Regions from separate parts of the Mus musculus genome. Here all the other regions are linked to region 1. Evidence: chromatin contacts called from public promoter capture Hi-C data. All regions are on one chromosome and are shown on one strand. The core of a region is the stretch at or near the end of the contact, and the rest is flanking DNA. Distances in the headings are between cores, read along the strand shown.

Region 1 (4,102 bases), core at 803-3,302:
AAAACCAAGGGTTTTTGTTTGCTTGTTTGTTCATTTGTCTTTTTAAAGACAGGATCTCATGTGTCTAAGGCTATCTTCCTGCCTGCTATGAAACCCTGATTCTCCTGCCACTACCTCTCAAGTACTAAGGTGACCAGAATGTACCACCGTGCTGGCTTCGGGCGATGCTGCAGATTGAGCCTTGCGTGTGCTCAACAAGCCCTCCCCCAAGTGAGCCGTGCCCCTGCCCAAGAGACTGACTTTTGAAGAGCCTTTCGGGAAATTCTATGACTGTCTACTTGAAAATGGAAAGGAGGGCTTAGAGCTCTTAATGCCCCACTGCCCGTGGGTCAGCTTGTCCTTCAGAGGTGGTGTTTACACAGGGCAGGGGAATTAAGGAAGAAAGTTGTTACTCAACCACAGCCATAGAACTGCTGCCACCCAATCCCAGTCCCGCCATCCCGCCTAAAGTATGCTAATAACCTTGATACAATCTGACTAGTGTTGTAAATCATTTACATAGTTTAGAGTGGAGCCCAGTTTTGGAGAAACTGATTCCTGGACATTAGAAATTCCCTTCAAAACCAAGTCATGTCATTAGCTTGTCTCTCCACCTAGGGTGGGAGTATTCTCAGGACAGAGTAAATGAATGGGGGGAAAATTAACGAGATGCCAGTATTAGCTTGAATCCTGTGAGGTTGCGATTCTTAGAGGTCAAAACTCTCTTTTTATCAGGGGCTTTATATTTGAATATCACCCTTCAGTGTTCTAAGAACCAACCAGGGATTGGTGAACTAGGGGAGACCCAAAAGGCACTGTCATGGTAAACAGAAGAAGAACAACCATAAAACCTCGCCCCCTCAATGTATCAGTATGTGGTTGATAAATTGATAATAATCATAGCTGCTGGCATTAACTGTGTGCTTGTTTTGTTGTAAATTATTTACAAGCTGTGACTCATCTCCTCTTTACAAAATAAATCACAAACCACCCTTGACTCCCCAGTGTTATAAACAAGGAATCTGGGGCACAGAGAGGTAAAGTAATTTGCTCAAGATCACACAGCTAATAAGCAAGATGAGGAGAGAGGCGTCAAGGTTCTGTAGCTCTGAAGGGTCCCAAGAGCCTTCTGACAGTTCCTAGACTAGAGACTCAGGATGACAGAGTATTGAGAAGGGTGTGCCAGGGAGTGGGGTCACTCCAAGGAAGCTTGAGACAAGGTCAGTGCCAGGATCAGGAGAGACGAAGCCAGACTGCTAGATGCTCAGGTGTAGAACCCAGCTAGGAAAGCTAAGCCTCTTCCCATGTGAGAAAAGAAACTACCCAGGGTGAGAAACTGTGCTGTGCTTCTGATGCCAGCCCTGAGGAGGCGCAGGGAGGGGGAGGGGTAGGAGGAGGTTAGAGAGCCGAGGTAGCAGCGGTCCAGTTTCAAATTGGCCCGGGCAGTCCGGGTTGGAAGGAGCCTCTGCGGCGGTGCTAAGGGGAGGTGAGGGTCCATCCTGAGGGAGCCTTGGAAGAGCTATGGGAAATAGCAGGGGAGCCAGCCGTACCCCTTTCTACAAGTTTGGTCCCCTGATGAGTGAGATGCCTGCTGGCAAATTGGCAAATTTGTTTGTTGTGTTTTGTTTTGTGGCAAGGGTCAACAGGGGTGATTGCTGCTGTCCTACCAAAGGAATTGATTGCCAGGAACCCAAGACGCCCCCAGCTGACTCCCACCCCTGCCGGCTCTGTTTCTAATCCTCCAGGGAAGGGACTCCCGTTTCCTCTTTCCTCTGGGCAGGACCAACCCTGGCCAAGGAATCCTCCCCTTCCCTGAGTCCTGCCCTCCCCTTTCCAAGGTGGCCAAGAACTAGCTCAGAACTACTGTTACCTGTACCGCAGGATAAGTGGAAGGAGGTGAGGACCAGGCTGAAGAGGAGGGCGGCCTGCGGGGCAGAGGTGAGGTGCCCAGGGTTTCGGAGGAAGACACCTGACTGGGCCATGTTGCTGCAGAGGTGCCCTGGGGTGGAGAACATGTGTCCTGTGTGTGCTGGGTTTGAGGTGACTCCTGTCCTGCAGGAACTGGGAGTCTGTTCAGTGTTTGGGGGTAAAGAAAGAAGGTGGAGCCAGGTGAAATGCCTGTCACACCTGCCTCTGTAACTGTGGCTGGGGGAGGGGAGGGGCAATCCCGGCCTCCTTCCCTGAGACAAGAGTTCCCATTGAGGAAGAGGGAGGCGATTCCCTTAGACCTGCACTTGCTGTTGCTTCAGCTGCAGGCATAGTGTAGATTCTCTAAATCAATTACTTATTGATTTGAGTAATTATCAATTATTTATTGCTTACCTGCAGCTGTGTGCACTGAACTATGCTATAACCTGCAAACACCCCAGCTTAGCGTGTTGGCATTACAGAAACCCAAGATCCTGAGCAACCTGGGAAGTGATTGCATGACTAAGGACTCTGGGCATCAGCAACAAGAGTCCAGTCACCTCTGCTGATGAGACACTTTAGGGAGCAAAATGACATTCAGACAGGGCCTTGAGGAATGCATAGGATTTTGACAGGTGGAGAGGAGAAAGAGGCCCTGCAGTAGGAAACTCCTTTGAAGCCCACTGTGACCCTGACATAGATAAATTTGGTCCCACTCTGGATAGGGAGATTTGTGCCTGTGTCAGGAAGCAAGAGGGAGGCTGTGTGAAGGTCCTGAACTGAGTAGTGGCAATCTGTGACTGCTGCTTTTAGCCTAAATGTTTGACTGACAGTATTCTTAAGTGTCCTTACCTAAGGCAGTACATTCCAAGAACTCAAGTGGATGCTTGAAACCATGAATACTGCTGGAATACACGCGCATGCATTGCACGTACGCACTTTCCTAGAAATGCATACCTATGGTAACGTTTAATTTATGGTTATAGTAAGATTACTAACACAACTAATAATTAAGCAGCAATTATAACAATGTATTATGTACTATTTAAAACTTAGGAATGCCTGGTTGTGGTAGTGGTGGTAGAGCATGCTTTTGATCTCGGCATGCCTGAAAGAGAGATGGATCTCTGAGTTTGAGAGCAGCCTGGTTTACAGAGTGAGTTCCAGGGCAGCCAGGGCTACACAGAGAAACTCTGTCTCCAAGAACAAAATAGTGGGTGCTGGAGGAATGGCTTAGTGGTTAAGAGTACTAATTGTTCTTCCAGAGGACCTGGGTTCAATCCCCAGCACACAATGGCAGTTCACAACTGTTTGTAACTCCAGTCCCAGGGTATCTGACACCAATACACATGAAATAAAATTTTTAAAAAGGAGTCTTGCTTATAAATACAACAATAATAACAATTTAGGAATTGCTTCTGGAATTTTCCACTTAATATGAACAGCGTATAACTGAGGCCAAGTAACTGAAATCTCAGGAAGTGAAAGCGGAGAAGAGGGAGCTGACATCGGTGTGTTGCATCGGTGTGTTCCACACTCAACCCTGAGGGTGAAAAGCGCCCAGGAGCGCCATTTGAGACTCTGAGGTAACAGACATGGTTTCTGTCCTTGAGGAGCGCACACTCCATCAGAGACCAAGCAAGGAAGAACTTGAATGCAGTATGGAAAGACAGTAATGGAAAGAGGGGAGGGATAGTGGTTATTTTGGAGCGGGGGGGGGGGGGGGGGGGGCGGGCAGGGGAGGAGCATACAGAGGAAGTGACGTCTAGCTGCATGTTGACGTTTGCATATGCAGATGGGAGTTGATGGGTTCTTCCAGTGGCAGCAGGGCTAGCTCAGAACTTTATCCCCTGTGTACCTACACACAGCCCAGTAAGGATCACTATGGCTGCAGTCTAGCTCACTGAAAGCTCTGCAAAAGGCGATCACGTCTCACTCCCGTAATGCTAGGAATTAAGAGATGAGAGCGCGAAGATCGAGCCTGGGCCAGCCCCGGCTACATGAGCCTCCCCACCCGCAACCCCCCAAGCCGATAAGCCTCAACAACCACAAAAAGTAAAATAAATAAGAGAAGCTCTATGGACACACATGTGTAGTGGCCCCGGAGGTCACTTGCTTTAGGTTTTTCCAAAGGAATAAATTAATAGTAGCCCTGAGTTGGGGGAATTGGGTAGACGAGTGTCAGGAAGTTTAATTTCAGATCTTTCTGAGAAAA
Region 2 (4,102 bases), core at 1,035-3,534, 210 kb before region 1:
GCCCATACCTTTAATCCCAGCACTCAGGAGGCAGAGGCAGGTGGATCTCTGTGATGCTGAGGCCGGCCTGTCTACAGAGCAATTTCCAGGAAAGCCAAGACTACACAGAGAAACTTTATCTCTATACTCCACCACCACCAATAACAACAAAACAAAAACAACAACCAAAAATAAACAAACAAACAAAACCCTAATGGGGACCCAGGGCATGTCTAATCTCTGCCCTTGGGAGTCAGAGGCAGGAGAATCTTTGTGAGTTCTGAGGCTATTAGGGATGCATAGTGAGACCCCACCCGAACACAAAATAACACCCCCTCCAAAATCAAAACAAACAAAAACTGAATTGGTTATTATTAAGTGAAAATCATTGTATATCAGATTTGTTATTTTATATGTTTTGGTTAAAATATGAATAAATTTTTAAGATTAATGCTATAAGCAAAGCAGTTGTTAATCCCAGAGCCATCTCTTGAGCCCTGGACTTTTTTTTTTTTTTAATGTGTTTGGATATTTTGCCTACATGTTATAAAACTGTGTGCCTGTTGCCCATGGAGGCCAGAAGAGGGAGGGCACCTAGAACTGGATTTAAAGACATTTGTAAGCTACCACGTAGGTGACGAGGATCAAATGTGGGCCCATTAGATGAGCAGTCTGTGTTCTTGGTTGTTAAACCATCTCTCCTGCCCCCCACCTCCTTTCTTAACATCAGACCCATGGGGAGATTTTGAGCATCATTGCAGCAATAGCCAGTTTACCCTTTTAATTTTCTTGGCCTTGTTCTATTAACCTTACTGAGTCCTAATGTCGCAGTAAAATCAATCCATTTGGCCGGCAGTGGTGGCGCACGCCTTTAATTCCAGCACTTAGGAGGCAGAGGCAGGCGGATTTCTGAGTTCGAGGCCAGCCTGGTCTACAAAGTGAGTTCCAGGACAGCCAGGGCTATATACAGAGAAACCCTGTCTCAAAAAAAAAAAAAAAAAAAAAACGATCCATTTCACTTATGCAGTTGGCATGACACTTTCCATCTGTCCCAAAGTTTGCCCTGCCTCTTTTTGTCTGTCTGTCTGTCTTTCTCTCTCTCTCTCTCTCTTTCTTGGTGTGTGTGTATTGAGATGTTGAGATAGGGTTTCTCTACATGGCTATCCTGGAACTTACTTTGTAGACTCTCCTTGAACTCACAAAGATGCGCCTGCCTCTGCCTCCCTAGTGCTAGGATTAAAGGCGTGCCTAGCCCTGACCTCACTGGTTTATGACATCTGGAACCCATCTTTTACTCCATGACAAAAATATGGCTACTTTGCTATAAGTTCCTATAGGTCAATTTTACCATTTTTAAAACTTCAAATTAATCCCCCTCCCCCCCAAGACGAGGTTTCTCTATGTAGCCCTGGCTATCCTGGAAATCTATATAGACCAGGCTGGATGCGAACTCACAGAGTTCTGCCTCTGCCTCTGGAGTGCTGGAATTAAGGGCCCACCTACTACCCAGCTATGAATAGATTCTCAAAGTATATATTCACACCTAGCTGGGTTCTTTCACTTATAATAGTGGGTTTTAGAATCATTTATGTTGCCTTCCCTTTTAACATCTGAATAATATTCCATTAGGAATACATTCTATAGTTTATTCATTCACCCGTTGTTTTCCAGTGTTTGGTTATCAATAATGCAGCTATTTTTGTGTGGATATAGGTTCTCACTTGTTTGGGTGGAGTTCCTGAATATGTTGGGCTTTCTGAGAAGCTATTTAACTATTTTCCAAAAAGAAATGTTATTTTATAGCAATGCATGGTAATTGTAAAAAGTCACTCTTGGAATTTTGAACCAGGTCTACAATTCATTTATCTAAAAGTACCCTTCTCTGTTTGTACATGAAAGATTCATTCATGGCATACATCTTTAATCCCAGCAATCAGAAGGCAAAAGCAGGTAGATCTCTGTGAGTTTGAGGCTAGTCTGGTCTACAAAGTGAGTTCTGGAACAGCCTAGGCTAAAGAGAAACCCTGTCTTGAAAAGAAGAAAAAAAAAGAAGAAATAAAGAAAAAGATTCAATCATGAATGCTGTGCAAATGACCTGGAAAAATATGAATCATTTTCTAGGATCAAGTCTTGATCTTTATTTTATTTTTTTTAAAGGGATGATTCAGACGAATATAGCTTCCAAGACTCAAAGGCATGTTGTGAGAAGGCCAGTTTTTGTTTCTTCGAAGGATGTGGAGCAGAAGAGAAGAGGTCCAGAGTAAGTGTTCAGCAGCTGTTAGCTCAGGCCATGATCTTGCTGCGTCATGCTGCGTCATGCTGTGTCATGCATCTGGAGGTCTGTGTTCTTGGGAAGTTCCTGCCTCTGTCTTACTGTAGTTTCTGTTTGATTTATCTATGAGTAAGGAAATTGTTAAGCAGTGTGACATAACTGAAAGTTTCCTGGCCAGGGGACTAGGGAGTGCAAGCACTTGGTTAAGCTTTGTGTAACAGATACAAGGCCTTGGGTTTAGAGTGTAGGAGGAAGGGATGCTATACCATGAAACCAGCATCCGCCTTTAGCTTACAGGCTATTTAGCTGCTCGCTCTCATCTGCACTCTGGGCCTTACTTGCTCCAGCTGCGACTGGCTGGATCAAGGAGTGTACAAGTGTATACACTGGATTTTTGTTTTGTTGGGGGTCCTCTCTGTGTCTTTGGTTGTGCTGAGAGGACAGGAGGCTGAGAAAGAGGCTTAAGTTAGTAGCCTGGGGAAAGAGCTGGAGAGATGAAGTTCACTAAAGGCATTGGTGTTAGATTTAATCGACTTGTAATCATTGTACCCATGGGGCATTTCAAGGTGGGTTTTGCTGTGGGGAATTCATTGTAACTTGCCTGTCTCTATGAAACTCAGTAAAATCTCATTGTTCGAAAACTTTGCAGTTGGATTTTTTTCCCCTCTAGGGGTGTGTGATATATGAGTCAAGGCAGGTGTAAAAACCAAGCTGTTCTAGATTCTTGTAGCTATGAGAGCCCAAGGTGGGTTATCTATCACCAGGCAACGTGAAAATGACGTCTAGAAAGTGCTCGAATCTGGGATAGGCAGGAAGTCATGTCCGGGAGGGATGTGCGTGCAGGATTGGTTCAGGTTCTAGGTCACCTAAGCTCACACCTGTCCTCCGTCCATTATTAGCCCCTGGGGTTTGGGCAGATGGGCCACACTGCCCCCTCTCTTCCACACAAAGGCACGAGGGCAAGAGCACGTTCCCTGCTGAGATCACCTTCAGAGCCTGGAACAATGGCCCGTGCGACTGGTGTTCAGTTAGTGAAAGCTGCTTTGGTTTGTTTTCCTCCTAGTGTCAGACTCTGTGACAACACATGTGTACATCTAACAAAATTGTCAACAATTCATTAAACGCCAAGTAATACCCATTTCACGGTCTATTTTCCCATTCTCTTTGAAATTACTTTTGATAGTTGATTTATCCCCAAGCTGCTTTTCAACTATTTAAGTGTACCTGCCTCTATTTTATTTATTTATTTATTTATTTATTTTGAGACAGGGTTTCTCTGTGTAGCCCTGGCTGTCCTGGAGCTCACTTTGTAGACCAGGCTGGCCTCGAACTCAGAAATCCACCTGCCTCTGCCTCCCGAGTGCTGGGATTAAAGGCGTGCGCCACCACGCCCGGCCCTGCCTCTATTTTTAAAGAAATGTTGTGTGGGGGCTGGAAAGGTGGCTCAGCGGTTCAGAGAACTGACTTCCAGGGGATCAGAGTTTGGTTCCACATAGCAGCTCACGACTGTCTGAAACTACATCAGTGCACATAAGATAAAAATAAACAAATTATATAAAAGTTATGTGTGTGCGCATGTGTGCTGTGACCTCACCAATTCTGGTACGGGTGGAGGGCAAAAATTGACATTGGTATGCTGTCCTCAATCTACCTTGAGACAGTTGCTAGCTGACACTAGAGTGTGCTCACCAGTGAGACTGGCCAGCCAGCACGTCCCTGGACACTTGTTTCCATTTCCTGCCAGTACTGGTGTTATGGGGGCAGGGGTGGGGGCTGCCATGCATGACTTTTTTTTTTTAAAGATTTATTTATTTATTATATGTAAGGACACTGTAGCTGTCTTCAGACACT
Region 3 (4,102 bases), core at 760-3,259, 140 kb before region 1:
ATACAAAGTGCTAAGACATTGCCACTGTCCATTGCATAGTTTTGTATGAATGCTCTGAGGCTGTGTCTTAATCCCTATTTTTAGACACAAATGTGCACAGAGGTGTGACTAGGTGTGGGGGCGTGCATGTTCACTTGTGTATGCACACACATGAGTACACACACACACACACACACACTTCTGCTTCCCTTTGGCATTCATTCCTGCTGGATCTGCAGAGTCACACTATCTGCCAGCTGAGCCCTGGGAGTCATTTTGCTAGACACTGAGGGAGAATGCTCTAATTCCCTACAGAGGTTGGTTTTACGTTTTGAGAGCAGAGAGACCAAGGGACTCTGGGGATCCCCTTTTCCTTAGAAAGTTGATGCCCTGGGGTCCTTCCTGTTAGCCCAAGGTTGCATTTTTGTTAATTTCTAGCAGTGTCTGAGTTGACTCAGAATGGTGTGGGAGATTTCTTCCTCCCACTGTCTAGTGCAGTTGGGAACTTCCTGGAGGCTGAGGCCAATTGTAAAGGACACATAGATTCCCATCAATAAATATATAATGAAATCTTCCTGGAGCCGTGGGGGATCCTGTGTGGGGCGATAACATGTTAGAACGTCATTTTAACTTAGTGTGTGTGTATGTGTGGACTAACAAGTTCATAAAAAATAACAACACAATAGGACTAAATGTCAAGAGCTGCTCCAGGCTGTGCCCCGTGGCCAGGTGAGTAATTCAGAGAAAAGCGAGGAGAGGGGAGCCATACCTAGGGCTATTGTGGTCAGGGTGCAAACATGCTCAGACAAGCAAACTCTCTACTTGGGTATGCTGGAGACAACTCCAAGAATGTATATGTCTGGGGGAGCAGGAGAGCAATGTATGGGGGTTGCTTATGACAAGTGACACAATGGAACGCAAAAATTAGGGTCATCAACAAAAGCTTATAACCTAGATTCTCATCTTCCCTGAAATTTAACAGGTGCCTATTTTTTTTTTTTTTTCAGAACAGGAACTTCTGATTCTTTGCCTAGATAGATGAGTTTGCCCAGCAAAACTGGGTAGCATCTTTCTGGGTCTTTTGCCTACCTCACTGAAGAGCAACCTTGATCCTTGGCCAGTCTGGATGGCTGACATTTCCCACTGTCTGTCATAGTTTCTCACTCAACAAGATACTTCTCTTATGCACGGCTTGCAGACCACGGCTGGTGCAACCTCTGAAATACAACTGTCCAAAATTGTAGTGTGTTCTAGGACCTTCCAACCTTATTCGGCCTTCAGAGTTAATGCACTTGGCTCTTAGCACAGAGACACATGCTAACTCCCATCCACACCCCCATTTCCCCAGGAAACTAACCCCCAACAAGGTCTTTTTCATCATATATTGGTGCTACTTTCTTTTTTAAAAAATAAGGCCTGGATCTGTGTGTTTGTGTCTGTCCACTTTGATTCAGCTTCAGTAGCCCCTTTCTGAAGACTCACTAAGCTCAGGGCAGTAGGCCTAGGTCTTACCAAAGGCCCACCTTTGCCAACAAGGTGGCACAGCTCTGGAAAGGCAAAGGATGGGCTGAGCCCTGTGTGCCTCCTCCCCATTCTTTTCCAGCGCGCGGGCTCTGGGAAAGAGAGCCGACTTCTCTCGGCTTTGTCCGCTCAGCAGCCCGGGGTCTGCCAGGGACCACGGCCGCCCCGCACACACACCTGCTGCCCGCCCCGCGTGGGCGGCTCGGGAGGAGCGTGCTCCGGAATCACCCGGTTTGCGACCGTTCCTCTAGGGCCCCGGGGGTGCGGGTGCGGGGCGGCGCCGTCCCGGGCGCCCTCCTGAGAGGCGGGTCCTGTGGGAGGGCGGGGACCGGGTCCCGCCTCGCCCTCCGCCGGGCCGCCCGCAGGCAGGCGCCGGGCCGGCCGGGAGGTGGTGCTCGCCTCCCCGCGCGGGGCCGTGCGTTGCCCGGCAGCGGCTGCGAGGCTCGGGAGGGGGCGGAGCGGCGCGGCCGGCGTGCAGCGGCCCCAGTCCGCGGATCCGGCCCGGCCCGCCCCCGCCTCGCCGGCCTCGCTGCGCGCCGGTGCTAGGCGCCCAGTCTCCGCCGCAGCGGACGCCGGCGTCCCGGGCCTGAGCGCGCCCACGCCCGGAGGCCGGGGTGTCGGGGAGCCGACGCGTGGCCATGGAGCGGGAGCCCCGCGCCAGGGTTGCACTGGTGCCGGAGCGGTGCGGCCGCGGGCCTTCCTCCCGCCACCGCCGCCCGGGGCTGCTGCTCCCCGGCCTCTGGCTGCTGCTGCTCGCCGGGCCGGCCTCGTGCGCCCCAGGTAAGCCTCGCGGAGCCCCCCGGGACGCGGCCGCCACCCTGGCCGCCTTCTCTGCCGCGCTCGTCACCCCCTGGCTTCCCCACCCGCCCATCCTCTTTTATTCTTCACCGCTCCCTCGCCCTCCTTGCTGGAGATGCTTTCCTATTCTTCCTGGGCCCTGCAAATAAAGGCATGGAGGAGAGGAATAAATCCAAAGGAAAAAAGAGCGAGCGGTTTCTGACCGGTCTTGCTAAAAGGTCTGCAACCTAGTCTTCCGTGAACCATGTTGCCCGAGGCGGGTTTGGTGGTTTCTGCTCCGAAGATGCCTATTTTCTTTTTCCCCTTTGCAAAATGCAGGCACTGGAATTGTGTTTGTGCACGGTTGTGTGAATGTGGCGTAGCGAATGTTTTGGGATACTTTTATTGTTGGGGCAAAGGGATGCATCTGGTGTGTGCAGAAGAGCAGTTGTGCATTGCCGTGAACACCCAGTGTTACCCCAGATGCAAGCAAGCTGGCTGTGTCCCCCAGTGCGCCAGGACACAAAGAACATTCAAAGAAAAAAATCTCTTGGAAAGCGCCCTGGCCATGGATCTTTCCAGGGAACTAGCTATTGGTATTACCTCCACAAAGGCATTACAATGGAGTGTGAAAATATTTTGAGTCTGAAGTGTCAGGGCATGAAAGGAGTCATGGTTGGTTTTTATAATAGATGCAATTTAGTGACTGTTCATCAGCATGGGATTAAGAGACATGATTTATGAGGCGTGTGGGTGGGTTTTGTTTGTTGAGGAAATGGTTTAATTCATGTTGCTTCCCCGAAATGTTTATTTATCCATCCTGAGCACGCACTGCACTGGACTGGAGACCATCTCTGAGGTGACACAGTGCATCCTGTGATTGCCCCAGCCCACACGTGCTTGGTTGCTTTGTGGGTAGGAAAGGAAAGGAGAAAGGAGCAGTTTAGGTGGAGAGCTTCTTCTCACTGCTCAGGAGAGACAGAAAAGCCATGAAAGCAGCCCAGAACCCTGCCTGCTTGTGGGAGCAGGGCCAGAGGACTGCCAAGTGGTTTGAAGGAAGTAGAACGCATTTGAAGGTGTCCCTTAGGCCCGACTGTGGGCATTATAACTAGTGCCACAAAGGGGATGGTGGAATACAAGCGAGGAACGGACTTAAGGGAGCACAGGTTGGGACCCATTCACTCGATCAGGAGGAAATCGAGGCAGAAGCATCTTGCTCAAGGTCACCGCCTGGATGATGAGAGGAATTGCTATAGCTCTCCATTCCCCTTTTTCTTTCCGTGACCCACAGGCCGGGGTCACAGCCGAAGCCTCCAGAGATTTCCGCTAGCTGGGTGGAACGCTGCCTCAGGGAGCCACAGCAGAGGTAGGGTTGACAGAGTGGGCCTCTTTTTAGGCTGTGTGTGCAGTGGCTGCAGAAACTTTGCCTACCTTAGCTAGCATCTCCTGTCCCAGTCTCGTTCCGAGAAGTCCAGTCCAGTGTTCCTCGGAGAGGAGTTAGTCATTCCGAGAGCTCTTGACTTTAGAGTCGACAGAGAAAGCTGGATTCTGCTGGATTTGACCGTCATGGGACCTAGCTCACTAATTGTTAACACTGATGTGTGCCAGGTGCTGTGTGACCTGGTCACATTATAGGCTTTATGATCCCAGCTTAACTGAGGAGGACCTTAACAGGTGTTTAGGAGAGTCTGGCTTCAGATTCTGTGATACGCTTAGCTTCCCGGCCCCAGCGTTTTTCCACTTGCACATGGTCATCTGAATATTCTGGAGAGGCTCTAGGAGATACAGTTGTTTTGCTAAACTTCAAGACACACAGTGGGTGTGT

Evidence for each region. Promoter capture Hi-C pulls out the DNA fragments that hold promoters and counts their contacts.
Region 2: a promoter capture Hi-C map of stem cell-derived epiblast-like cells shows a contact between it and region 1, with 2.0 times the contacts expected there. The contact joins the enhancer-like site here to the promoter of Tmem213 in region 1. A contact is called at or near these places in 8 of 39 promoter capture datasets (3T3-L1-derived adipocytes, cranial neural crest, embryonic stem cells and 3 more), 1 of 484 Hi-C or Micro-C datasets (nephron progenitors), 4 of 115 datasets of contacts at active chromatin or transcription factors (embryonic stem cells and kidney) and 2 of 9 other capture datasets (embryonic stem cells and pancreatic islet).
Region 3: a promoter capture Hi-C map of epiblast stem cells shows a contact between it and region 1, with 4 times the contacts expected there. The contact joins the promoter of D630045J12Rik here to the promoter of Tmem213 in region 1. A contact is called at or near these places in 7 of 39 promoter capture datasets (the 3T3-L1 cell line, embryonic stem cells, epiblast stem cells and 3 more), 5 of 115 datasets of contacts at active chromatin or transcription factors (all in embryonic stem cells) and 2 of 9 other capture datasets (adipose tissue and liver).

What each region holds. Positions count from the first base shown.
Region 1 is chr6:38,107,303-38,111,404 of GRCm38.p6, reverse strand. It overlaps Tmem213 (transmembrane protein 213), which reads right to left and starts at 2,052. Exons shown (of 3, transcript NM_029921.1): 1 at 1,850-2,052. The coding sequence starts at 1,994. The region is part of intron 1 of Atp6v0a4 (ATPase, H+ transporting, lysosomal V0 subunit A4); the gene reads left to right.
Region 2 is chr6:38,314,458-38,318,559 of GRCm38.p6, reverse strand. Zc3hav1 (zinc finger CCCH type, antiviral 1) reads left to right here. Exons shown (of 13, transcript NM_001347122.1): 9 at 2,137-2,239. Among named protein-coding and RNA genes, the nearest start is that of Zc3hav1l, 17 kb to the right of the region's middle. Within about 2 kb of position 2,284, at least 28 of the 459 cell types and tissues checked have an H3K27ac peak or open chromatin away from gene starts, as enhancers often do. A contact at or near this core is called in stem cell-derived epiblast-like cells, where this site is marked.
Region 3 is chr6:38,252,046-38,256,147 of GRCm38.p6, reverse strand. D630045J12Rik (RIKEN cDNA D630045J12 gene) reads left to right here and starts at 2,009. Exons shown (of 20, transcript NM_194061.3): 1 at 2,009-2,280. The coding sequence starts at 2,139.